Linked DNA regions of Mus musculus: region 2 is linked to region 1. The links are chromatin contacts, called in public Micro-C maps. All regions are on one chromosome and are shown on one strand. The core of a region is the stretch at or near the end of the contact, and the rest is flanking DNA. Distances in the headings are between cores, read along the strand shown. Region 1 holds the start of Dtx3 (deltex 3, E3 ubiquitin ligase). Region 2 overlaps Lrp1 (low density lipoprotein receptor-related protein 1).

What was found. A called contact is a pair of places that touch in the nucleus more often than the background predicts.
Region 2: a Micro-C map of embryonic stem cells shows a contact between it and region 1, with 2.5 times the contacts expected there. The contact joins the enhancer-like site here to the promoter of Dtx3 in region 1. A contact is called at or near these places in 1 of 484 Hi-C or Micro-C datasets (embryonic stem cells), 1 of 115 datasets of contacts at active chromatin or transcription factors (pancreatic cancer cells) and 2 of 9 other capture datasets (liver and pancreatic islet).

What each region holds. Positions count from the first base shown.
Region 1 is chr10:127,193,408-127,199,267 of GRCm38.p6, forward strand. Dtx3 (deltex 3, E3 ubiquitin ligase) reads right to left here and starts at 2,302. Exons shown (of 6, transcript NM_030714.2): 1 at 2,287-2,302; 2 at 1,003-1,227; 3 at 323-396. The coding sequence starts at 323. It overlaps F420014N23Rik (RIKEN cDNA F420014N23 gene), which reads left to right and starts at 1,842. Exons shown (of 3, transcript NR_045716.1): 1 at 1,842-2,060; 2 at 3,730-3,787. It overlaps Pip4k2c (phosphatidylinositol-5-phosphate 4-kinase, type II, gamma), which reads right to left. Exons shown (of 10, transcript NM_054097.3): 10 at 3,660-5,737. The coding sequence ends at 5,657.
Region 2 is chr10:127,588,495-127,594,354 of GRCm38.p6, forward strand. Lrp1 (low density lipoprotein receptor-related protein 1) reads right to left here. Exons shown (of 89, transcript NM_008512.2): 9 at 5,286-5,475; 10 at 4,859-5,002; 11 at 3,408-3,644; 12 at 2,063-2,243; 13 at 1,061-1,283; 14 at 1-116. Among named protein-coding and RNA genes, the nearest start is that of Gm16217, 4.8 kb to the right of the region's middle. Within about 2 kb of position 3,172, at least 121 of the 459 cell types and tissues checked have an H3K27ac peak or open chromatin away from gene starts, as enhancers often do. A contact at or near this core is called in embryonic stem cells, where this site is marked.

The sequences.
Region 1 (5,860 bases), core at 1,052-3,551:
TAAATGTGCCTCTTACTTCAGGCTCCTTCTGAACCCCCTGTGTTACCTCTGTTTCCCTCAAAGCCAACCCCCAACACTGCCCACAAACCGGTTGGTTTTCTATCTCCACTTCTGTCCCATAGCCCAGCACCCTCTGGGCACAGGTTTCCATATTTCATCGTTATCTAAGCCAAGCACCAGCCCTGCTTGCTTCTTTCATTTCTCCCCTGAGCACAACAACCTGCCCCTTCTCCCCAAGATGGAAAAAAAAAAAGGTTCCTCCAAGGGAAGGAGGCTCCCCACCCCTACCCCACCCCATCCCACCTCCGTTTGCTTTGCTCACTTTGATCCGGAGGAGCTTAGAATTGGCATGCAGGCTCACTCTCCTTTCCCCCTGATACCTGGAGATCCTGTGGCCTGGTGGAATGGGAAAGAAAAGAAAGTAAGGGGGCTGGAGAGATAGCTCGGTGGTTAAGAGCACTGACTACACTTCTAGAGGTCCTGAGTTCAAATCCCAGCAACTACATGGTGGCTCACAACCATCTGTAATGGGATCTGATGCCCTCTTCTGGTGTGTCTGAAGACAACAAAAGTGTACTTATAATAAATAAATAAATAAATAGATAGATAGATAGATAGATAGATAAATAAATCTTTAAAAAAAAAAAAAGCTGGGCAGTGGTGGCGCTTGCCTTTAATCCCAGCATTGGGAGGCAGAGGCAGGCGGATTTCTGAGTTTGAGGCCAGCCTGGTCTACCAAGTGAGTTCCAGGACAGCCAGGGCTACACAGAGAAACCCTGTCTCAAAAAAAAAAAAAAAAAAGAAAAGAAAAGAAAAGAAAAAAAACAGGAGGAGGAGGAGGAGGAGGAGGAGGAGGAGGAAGGAAAACTATTCCCCAACCCCAAAGCCCCAACTCAGGAGCCCTTGAAATGGCCAGGAACCTGGGGTAGGGGTACTGGAAATGGGGATTTCTTGGAATACAGGAGGAACCCGAAAGCTGAGGTTCTCCTGGGGCACGGGTACCTGAAAAGACCACAGAGACGAAGGTAGCAGAAGTCCCTCCACCTCCACCTTCAGCTGGCCAGAGCTGGAGACGAGGAAGGTAAAGAGTTATGATAGCATTTCCTCAGCCAGCCCAGACAGAAAACGCTCTTCTAGTTCCTCTCCTCCCCTGCAGAATCCTCTCCAAGTTGCTCAAGGAACTTCATCAGGCTAATTCCTCTTTTCCCCCCAGTGCAGAGGGAGATCCTAGATGCAGATAAAGACAGGAAGGAGAAAAAAAAAAAGGGCCTCACAGGATGAAGGTCGTACACGCCACCTCCCTCAGATTACACTGACAGAAATATCTCCTAAACTCCTCGCTTTACGTTCTCGAATAGTTCAAGTCCCTGTTGTTGACAGAGACCTTTCCTTGAGAGCCGGAAGTCTGTTAGGGATGCCAGCAAAGTGTTAGCAGTCCCGCAATAACAAAGTTCTCATTGTCACCTTTAAACCCAGTGCCCGCAGAGCTGCTGTCAGCTGCAAATCAAGCAGGAGCTTGGCTAGAGGGACCCGAGGTTTTCCCCTGAGCCCTGTCACAGCCCAGCTCCAGGGCCTTTCCCACAACACAAAGTGCAGCTCAATTAGGAAGAGGGGCCATTCATGTGACCTCAATTCCTTGTGATCCAAAAAGAAGCCTCTGTCCGTTTGTGCCTCCATCATAGGGTCCTTGAGATGAAAACCTAAGCATCTCAACCCGCATGGTCTGTGCACGGTGAAATGCCCCCTCCCCACCAGAGAGAACCCAGGATCTAGGTGTCCTAGCTCCAAGTCCTGCTGGCACGGCACAGGGAGGCGGGGCCACAGTTTAGTCTGGGTCTAGCATTCCTCTGGGGCAAACCAGGCCGGACACCAGACCAGCCTCTTCCTCCAGACAGCGGCCGCTGGCAGGGACGGCGAGAAAGGGCAAGGGTCCCCTGGGGAGGTGTCCACTGAGGCACCCCCCACCCTTCTCCCCGAGACTGCCCCCGGATCCATCCAACCCGAAACCAACTCCCGCATCCCTACTCGAGGAAGCCCCGGAGTCCCGCCGCTTGGTGAGGGTGTGTGTCCACCCGACTGCGGCCCTCAGAACCCCCAAATGGAGGCCAGGGCTGAAGGTGCGGGAAAGATGATGGGCCCGGGCCCCGAGGGCGCCCTCTTCTCCCGCGGCGCGCGCGTGGGGGTCCAATGGCGGAGGAGGGGGCGGAGGGAAGCGGGGGGCTTGTGAGGGTGCGGACCCGGCCTGGGGGGGCACGCGGTGGGTGTGGGGGCGCCGGGCTCACCTACCTCTCGTCAGCGCCGCCATTGCCGGTCACATGACTGAGGCTGTTGCTGGGATGACGGTCCGGGCCTTAGCAACAAGGGGCGGGGGGGTGGGGGGGAGACCCTGAGAAGGTGGAAGGGGATGCCGGGGTGCAGACCGAGAGAAAGGAAGGGAGAGCACCCCTCCCCTTGGTGGGTGATAATCACCGTTTCCTTTGACCCCCTCCTACCCGGGAGCCCCTGCCTCTGCCCCAAAACAAAAATGGAGGCGCAGTTCCAGTCTTTGGAGGGAGGGGTGGCGTCATGTAGCCGAGGGTAGGAGGTTAAATCCCTTAGAAACGCCACTCTCTTGGCTTCCCCCTCCCGGAGGAGACCTCTCCCCACTTCTTTCCCAGCCAACTGCGTTGCACTCTTAGGAACTGGTAGGGGTGGGAGCAGTGTCGGTGGGTATATAGATTGAAGGGGAGGGAAATTTTTTTGAAGTCTTACGCTGGAATATGTTGGATGGGAAGTTTAAAAAAAAAAAAGGAAAACATTGGTACTACAAAATAAACCCTGTGACTAAACTACTTCAATCCCCTCCCTCAACTCTTGCCTCCTTCCAGACTGTTACCTCCGGTGACCCCCCCCACCCCCAACCCTCGCAGCCTGTTACCAGAAGTGGGCTGGTGACTAGTTTTCCACAAGTAAGGACACTGGTCTGTGCAGAACGTGAGGTGGATAGATCCTTTAAAAATGGCTCAGGGTGGTGTTAGTGTCAAGTACATGGCTCAAATAGAGTTAAAAATTCCCAAAGAAAAAAAGCTCTGCTCCGCTCTGCTTCCCGTCAGAGCTGTCTCCGCCTCCTCCAGCTCACTTCCCTGGGGCTACATCAAGCCAGGTTTTTCCACCAGCCAAGAGACCTCCTCAGCCAAGAGAAGAGGTACTGACTCTCCCAGACTAGCACCAACCACGTCATCCACCCCTCTCCATCCCCTCCCCCCTGAACTGGAGGACTGGTCACTCCTTCACTTTCCCAGGACCCTGCTGGACTCTTCCTGGCCTCTAAGCAGATAGCTTTCCCAGGAAGTCTGCGTGAACAGAGAATTCCTTCCCACAGAGCTGGTACCCCAAGAGGCCCACTAAAGTTAACAGATGGAGGAGCAAGAGCATAATGAAGACAGACACACCATCCCACTCCCACTCTGGCCGCCACAAGGTTGGCGACTATTTTCCCGCTCCCATGTCCACCCCACAACTCCAAGTCCACAGTCATCTTAGAACACCCCCCCCCCACACACACACACACATACTCAGGAGCCCAACACCTTGAAGACCAATATTTTTCAGTTGGACTCTGTAACTCTTAAACATAGGATGGGTTACTCAGTTTTTTAAAAAACAAAAACTTCTGTGAATGACTTAGATCAAATAATTTATTTTATTGTGATATCGGGAGTAAATATACATATTTTATTAACAAAACAGATGGAAAACGGAAGCAGTAAGTGAAGATGGCAACACTGCCCACGACCACAGCCGCACGGTGAGACCCCAGTTGTTAAGGGACCGGAGTCACTTATTGCATTCAACAGGGGAAAGGTTGCTTGAGGGATGGGAGACTCAGCAGGTCCCACCCACCCCAACCGGGCACCCATCTTGCTGCTTCCTTTGGTGAGGGAGGTGGGCTTCTCCCTGAGGACCTCATGGACACACAGCAAAGCAGCTCCTTGCCTTCAATGCCCACCCCACCTCCAGAGCGCCAAACAGCGAAGATGAGTGGCTTGCTTCCAAAGGCTTTAGGCAGAGACAAAGACAATCTATCTCTCCTTAGAATCATTTTCCCCAAGATGGTCTCCTGTTTCCTTGGCTGGCCTCAACCTCGTCAAGTAACTAACTGGCGATGACCTTGAATGCCCCATCCTGCTTACCACTACTTCCCAGGGCCAGGAGTGCAGGCGTGCACCGCCACGCCTGGCTTAAGTGGTGCTGGGGGTGGATCCCAGAGCTTTGTACATGCTAGGCAAGCACACTACCAACTCAGCTATGATCTCCAGCGCTCAAACCCAAACCTATTTGGAGTGTTCCTGAGACCAGGTCTCACTCAGTAGCCCAGGCTGGACTTGAACTCTCAGAGCCTCCTGAGTGCTGGCTTTACAGGCACGAGCTGGGAGAGCTAAGATGCCTAGCAGGTCCTCTCCATTCTGAGGATGGCGTGCATTAATATTCAGCTGTCTTTGGAGAGGACTGGGTGGATTGAGTTATGGCTCTGACTCCTCTCTGGGGGCGGAGAGGGGAGATGACAAAGAAGGCCATCTGTCCCCTGGGAGACACATTAGCAGTGGAAGATGGGACAGAATAACAACTCCAACCAGAAAGGGTTTTGAGAAGGAGGGGGAGTTCTAGGTACACATGCCCCAGGGATGCGGAGGCTCCTTCACTCGAGAGCTCTATCCTCCCCAAATTATGGAGATGGTACTGTTCCCCTCTGCTAGAAAGAAGCCCAGGAGTAGTGAGACAGGAAGAAAGGGTGTCACCCAGGCAATGAACCCTGCACTCCGACCTGTCCCGGCCTCTACTGCTCTCCCTGCTCACCAGCAAGGCACAGGGTTGTGGGAAGAGCAGCCCGAGTCTCACACCTGCACCTAAGCTCGGGCACCGCTAGCCTCTGGGCTCCTGCACCCAAAGTGCTCACAGAAAGAGGTGGACGTGGGGTGGGGTGGGGTGGGAGAACGGGAACAGTCGGGAACAGTCGTTGCTCCACAGGGACCTTCTCCATCATCTGCATAGTCACAAAAGTCCGCTTAGGCTTAGGTCCTGCCTTGTGAGGTGCCAGCCTGCTGACCACTCCCCACCTGACCTCCAGGCCAGACTGTCCATGTGTGAATGCCTGCACCCACATCTGGAGCATCCTGAAAGCCCTCCATTCCAGGGCTTACCAGGGAGGAAGCATGCCACAAAGTGCCCCATAAAAGTATCAGCAAAATCCAGACATTCAGTTTCTTCCACTCAGCAAAAGTGCATCCAGGCAGTTGCTTGAGCCAAGTCCACTGTTCAGTCAGGTCCCGAAGATGGCAAACAACCCCTCCCCCAGCTCCTCCTATTTCATAGAAACAAGATATTTTTCAAAGATCAAGGCACTTAGAAGAGTCGACAATAACACTCTAAAGAAGCAGGAGGGCTTACTGGGAGCAAGGAGGGAGGGCAGAGAAATGGACAAGGGGAGAAAGGACAGTGTATGTCTGGGGTGGGCGAGAAAACCCTATCCACCAGAAGGAAGTTATTTGGATGGAAGGAGCCTGCAGCCTGAATTTAGCAAAGAAGAGAAGTAACGGCCAAGTCCAGCTCCCCTAAGCCTCTCAGAACCCGCCACCTCCAACATAAAGCCGCAATCACCCTGGAGTCAGGCAGCCTCTTAGGCAAAGATGTTGGCAATAAAGTCCAGGAATCGCTTAGCATACTGCTCAGGATGGACAGTGGAGATCTCTGCCCCCGCCTGTGAGAAGAAAAAACAGGGAACAGTGTCACTCACAGGAGCTCTCCGCCTCCCCCTCAGTTCACCCTCCTACTGCCTTCCCTCAGCCATCCCACTACTCTGACCCCAGAAGCGTTCTTTCCA
Region 2 (5,860 bases), core at 1,922-4,421, 400 kb after region 1:
GCCACGCCCCGTTCCAAGCGGTAGACGCTGCCGCTCCGGTACTCGGTCCAAAAGAGGTAGTTGCCATGGTGACACAGGCCGAAGGCATGATTCAGTTCAGGACCCTCATATACAATCTAGGAATGGAGGTGATGTTTCTGAGGAGAGGAGGGCAAATAGAGATTCCCAAGGGACAACTAGGGGCCCTGGTGGTGCTGGCTCCATCAGGTGACTCAGAAAGGACACTGTCCATACGGACCTCTCATAAGGCTGTTCAATATGTCATTTATGTGTTTCTCTCTCTCTCTCTCTCTCTCTCTCTCTCTCACACACACACACACACACACACACATGTATGAACACACATGTGCACTTGCGCACACACATACACCAACATTCAGCCATTTATTTCTCTACCTAAGCAACATTTATTGGGATTTATTATGGGCTGAGCTGTGATGGGTACTAAGAGCACCATTGTCCTATGGAGGGCATATGTAGGTAATCTGTGGGAAGAGGGACCTGGACACAATCTTCAAGAGAAAGAGAGCCAAGAAGAACTAGGGGGACTCCCAGGAAGCCAAGGCTTAGGGAGCAGAGGCCTATGATGTTCTGGAATAACAAGCTGTCTAGTGCAGCTTGTTCATAGAGTGTTGAGTTGTGGGGAGTAGGAGACACAAGATGGTAGAGGTGCCCAGAGCTTTATTGTGAAGGGCCTGACACACCAAGACAGTTTGGCCCATATACCTAAAGGCAAACACAACTCATGAACCAACGGAGTGAACAAATATGCATATATGCTACCCCTTAGCACCTTACATGTTGCTGCGTGACTACCCTGAAGTGTGTTATATGTATGTATGTGCACACGCACAGAAGTGCACACACAGGTGTGCTTGTGGGCAGCCATATGCAGATAGACATCCTCAAAGAAGACAATATACACAACATGAAAACATACATTCATAGAGTAGCCATGTGTAGACCTGTAAGAAGCACGAAGCCCTACACACACAGACATGTACATCCTCATGGAGTTTCCATAGAAACAGGGTTAAACAATGCACACATGCCTGCCCACCTTCCGGTCTGTGCCATTGAGCAGTATGGTCTCAATTCGGTCATAGAAGGCATCCACCCAGTAGAGGCGTCCGGCTGGGATATCCAGGCTTAGCCCATTGGGCCAAAGCACTGTCTTGGAGGTGACAAAGATATCTCGGTGTGAGCCGTCCATCCAAGCCCTCTCGAGCCGCCCTCGCCGACTGTCCTTGGGGTCCTCCTCCCAGTCTGTCCAGTACATCCACCTGTGGGCAGTGACTGGTCAGCACCACATGGTCACCCTTGTCACAACAGCTTCTGTTGTGATTCTAGGCACTAGGTGGTATCTAGGTGGTATCCAGAGTTCCTCCCAGGGGTCTCTCTGAGCTATTTCTCTCTAAACCCCACATCACAGCAACTCAGGCCACCATGAATGGCTACTCTAATTGGAGCATGGCTCTGGCATCCCAGGATGCAGCAAAACCAAGGTTCCCCATCTCTTAGGAGCGAACATCCCAGGAGAAACAAGTTGTTCAAGAAAGTCGTGTCGGAGTGATAAAATCAGGAGGAAAATTAAATGTGAGTGGCGGAGAGAATCTAGGCAGCAAGTTTGGGTGAACAGGGATGGGGTGGGGGGCTTCTCTGAGACCCAACGCTGACAAGAAACCAAATGTGAGGTATCCGGGAGTTCCAGACAGCAAAGGATGGGACAGGAAGTGGTGGGTGAGGGAAGGAAGGCAGGTGCAGATGTTGGCAAGCAAGAACTGTGCAGACCCAAAGGCTAGGGCGGCTTGGAGCCAAGGGGAACCAGGAGAGAGCTCTGTAGTGGAGCGGCAGAAGCAGACTTCCGGTTGCGTACCAGGGTTTTGTTTTCCCTCCTCAAGACAGACGGACAAACACACGCTCTCTTTTCAGGCTCCTTTTTCAGGCTCCCGTTCCTGCCTCTGCAGCCTGCCTGCCTCAGCCACGCCCCTGGCTTTGCCGCTTCCCTCCCCAGTCCTCTGAGATGTACATGCATCCACCCCACGCCCAGGGACAGACTCACCCATTGAGTGGATCCACTACAATGGCCCTGGGGTGTGTCATCTTGCCCTCAATTAGAGTCTTCCGGGTCTGAGCGGCTTTCTCCAGCCTGGCCACACTAATGGTCTTCTTGGGGCCATCATCAGTCCAGTAAAGATTGTCTCCCATCCAGTCCACGGCTACGCCCTCCACATTGTGGATGCCTGTGAGGGTGTAGAGAGCGCATGGGGGTGACCCTTGAAGGACACATGACACAGAGAGAGATGGTGGCCAGGCAGGGGGAGCAGGAGGCATGTGGTGCCCTGAATGGTGGGCAGATGGGGGAGGGAGGGTGGGGCAGAGGTGGGGGTGGGGATGGAGACGACCCTTTCAGATGCCACATCTACACTGCATCTACGATGCCACATCTACATTTTGAAAAACAGCATGAGGCAGCCAGGAAACTACGTGACTAAGGGGAGCTCTCAGATGAGGGCATGTCTGGGCCTGTGCTTAGGTGGACAGCCGGGGCGATATGCACTGGCTCTTTGCTCCAGTATGACGCCACCATCCTGGGCCTAAAAAACCTGTACTCACAAAAATGAGTAAATTAGGAAGTGAATTTTCCCTTAGCCAAAGGCTTTATCTAGTGTCCCTTAAATAGCAGTTCCCCTGTACAGGGGTCCCCAGTGTCTTCCTGACAGGAGTCATTCTTGATTTCCACACAGTCTTATGATTGCTGACTGCTGAGGTTCTCTGAGCTGCACAGAGGGTGGGGAGCAAGCCAGATTGACTGGTTAAGGAACCAGATCTTGGGGCCCCCAAAAACAGATCTGAGGTATAAAACACACACAGCTCAGAAGCCCTCAAGGGGAACGGCTCCACTGCACAGTGGCCCTGCCAAAGTAGGTCAGAGGGAGAGACAGACACAGAGTTCTCAGGCCACAGAGAGGTAGAGATATCCGTGGCCATGAGATCCAGCTGCATACATTCTGAGCATTTACACTTGTGGATGAGCCCTGTCTGACATGGCAGGCCCGGCTGTGATTCAGGGCCTATGGCCTCTCCTGGCTGTATGCTGTACACAGCTCCAGGGCTCTGAGCCAATGGCGGCGAGACCCTGAATTTTCCCAAGGGCTGGCCAAGGCAGCCCTCACTGCCTAACACATCCATCCATCCTCCGACTCTTTTTGGCTCAGCCAAGAAGGGGGTCACACAGGGGTCAACCTGTCTATCCCCTCATCTCCATGCCAACCAGCCCAGCCAGCTTGTCAGCAAGGACTCTTCATACTGTGAGGGAGCAATCTAAGCCTCTGATGTCTTCCTGTCTCAGGCGCCTCATCCCCCAGGAGCTCTTCCCACACACCGCCCACCTCTGACGCCCTCACCATCCTTCAGGATAGTCTCTCTCTCCGTGCCATCAATTTTCTGGCGGCCAATGAGGTAGCTGGTGGTGTCAGCAAAGTAGATGAAGCCGGTCTCGGCGTGGAAGTCCAGAGCGCGTGGATTCATAAGGTTCTCGATGGGGATCATGTGCTCATCTGGGACCTTGGCCCCCATGTCCATGCCTCTAATGATGCCTGGTCGGCCCTTGCCATACACGAGGAACAGCTCATGTTCAGGTTCTAGGGCAAGTACAAAGGGCACAAAGTTACACAGACACACATGAACTTGCGCACACACACACACACATGCATACACACACAGACATACATGCATATACACACAGACACACATGCACTCGCTCACATACACACATGCACACACACATACACACATGAACTCGCACACGTGCGCGCGCACACACACACATGCAGACACACAGACACACATGCACTTGCTCTCACATACACACAGAGATACACATGCACTCGCTTACACACACACACACACACACACACAGATACACATGCATATACACACAGACACACATGCACTCACACACACACACATGGATACAGACACACACGCATACACACAATGCACACACATGTATGCGCACATTCACACGCACACATGGTCACCACCCAAATTGAAATCTGGGTCTGAGGTGCTATAGTGCGTTGGCTGGGCTGGGTCAGGAGATCTGGAGCAGACAGGGCTATGAGTCACTCCCAGAAGACACAAGATAACATGCTCCACTCTAGTCCTAGAGCCGCTGTGTCATGGGGATTTGACTCAAGCAACTTTTCATGGAAATCGGAGTGCTTTCAGAGCACGTTGGTATCTGGTCATTCTACCAGTCTGTCACCATCTTAACCTAAACCATGTCACTCTGACCCACACCATGGAAATAGCCACCTGGCTTCTTCCCTCCTGCCCAGCACAGTATAAGCGTACACAGGACGCACCCAATCACTCATCTTCTTTCCACAGTGGTCATAAGCTCCTCATCCCAGTGAGAAATTCCCTTCATTTCCCTTTACTCACACCACGACACCTTACCCAGCGTCTCGGCAGACCACACCCTACACTGGCCTCAGGGCCTTTGAACCGTAAGTTCACTCCTCCATAAATGATCTCTCAGCAGTCACACGGTTGGCCGCCTCACTTCATCAGCAGAGAGCTTGGCTTAGATATCACATCCTCCGACTGTCCTGACAACTCCTCTGTCCCCCCACACCCTTCACTGCCCGAACGGTGTCAAACACCCAGTGTGTGTTTGCTGAACACTCGCAGAATGAGTGATCGTGTGCTAGATATATCGCTGCTCTTGGGTGTGGGCCCCTTATGTCTCTGCCCTTCGTTTCTCTGCATCTAGGCAGAGGCAGCGGGTTACAGGGGAATGTCTGTGGACCCACCCCTACCCCCAGCAGGCCCAACTCTCCCTGATACTCACTCTTACAAGACTTCCCATCACTTCCCAGGCTGAAGCCAGACCTGCACCTGCAGGTCCTTGCCTTGTGACTGTTGGCCAGGAGGCAGATGTCGGAGCAGCCACCTGGCTTCCCGTACTGGTCATTCTCACAGGCGTGACTCCGCACTGGGGGCAGAGGAGAGAGCTGTCAGCACCCTTCAGGGGGCTCTGCTCGGGTCAGATGGGGGGTGCTCTTTGCTCTTGTCCCATTTTAGGACTTTGAAGCCCAGAACTAGTATTCACCGCCTTGCCACAACCCAGGCATAAGGGATTCCGGTCGTGGAGAGGCGAGGAGAAGTAGCTTGGGGAAGGTGCCTAGAAACACTCTCAATTTGAAAGAGATATGCAGAAGAGCAGACAGTGCTGTTGGGGTGAAGCCGACTGTGGAGGTGCCCTGTTGACCGCTTACCTCGGGGCTGGCGTCGCTGGTGGTAGATATGCAGGGCACCACCCTTGTCCACACGGGTGACGACCTGGTACTCAGTACTGTTGAACCGGTTCACTCGGATCACGCTCGTCTTCTGCTGCGTGTTGGCATTGTCCGAGTTGGTGGCGTAGAGATAGTTCTCAAACACGGTCAGGCCGTACAGGTGCTCGATCTGAGACGGCAGGCAGCGTCGGTCAACAAGATGAAAAGGCTGCTCCCTTCATCCCCCATCGGCCTCCGCCTGCCACCCAGACTCCCATCACCTACGTCCGAACTTTCCCCGCTAGTTTTGTTTAACCTGATGCTAAACTTGTGTGTTCTGGAAATTTCTGTTTGTCCATCTCCTATTCGTCCTTCACAAAGTAAAGAACTGGAGTTTTCAAAGAGATGCTATTCCTTTCTATACTCTGCCTCTGTGGTGACACTGCTATCTAACACACCAGATGTGCTGATCACTGGACCATCCTACCACCGAGGACAAGAAAAAACAATGTCCCTCGCAGAATTAAGCTCCTTGCAGACCCTTTGAGAATTTGCAGATGAGTTAAACTCGGGCC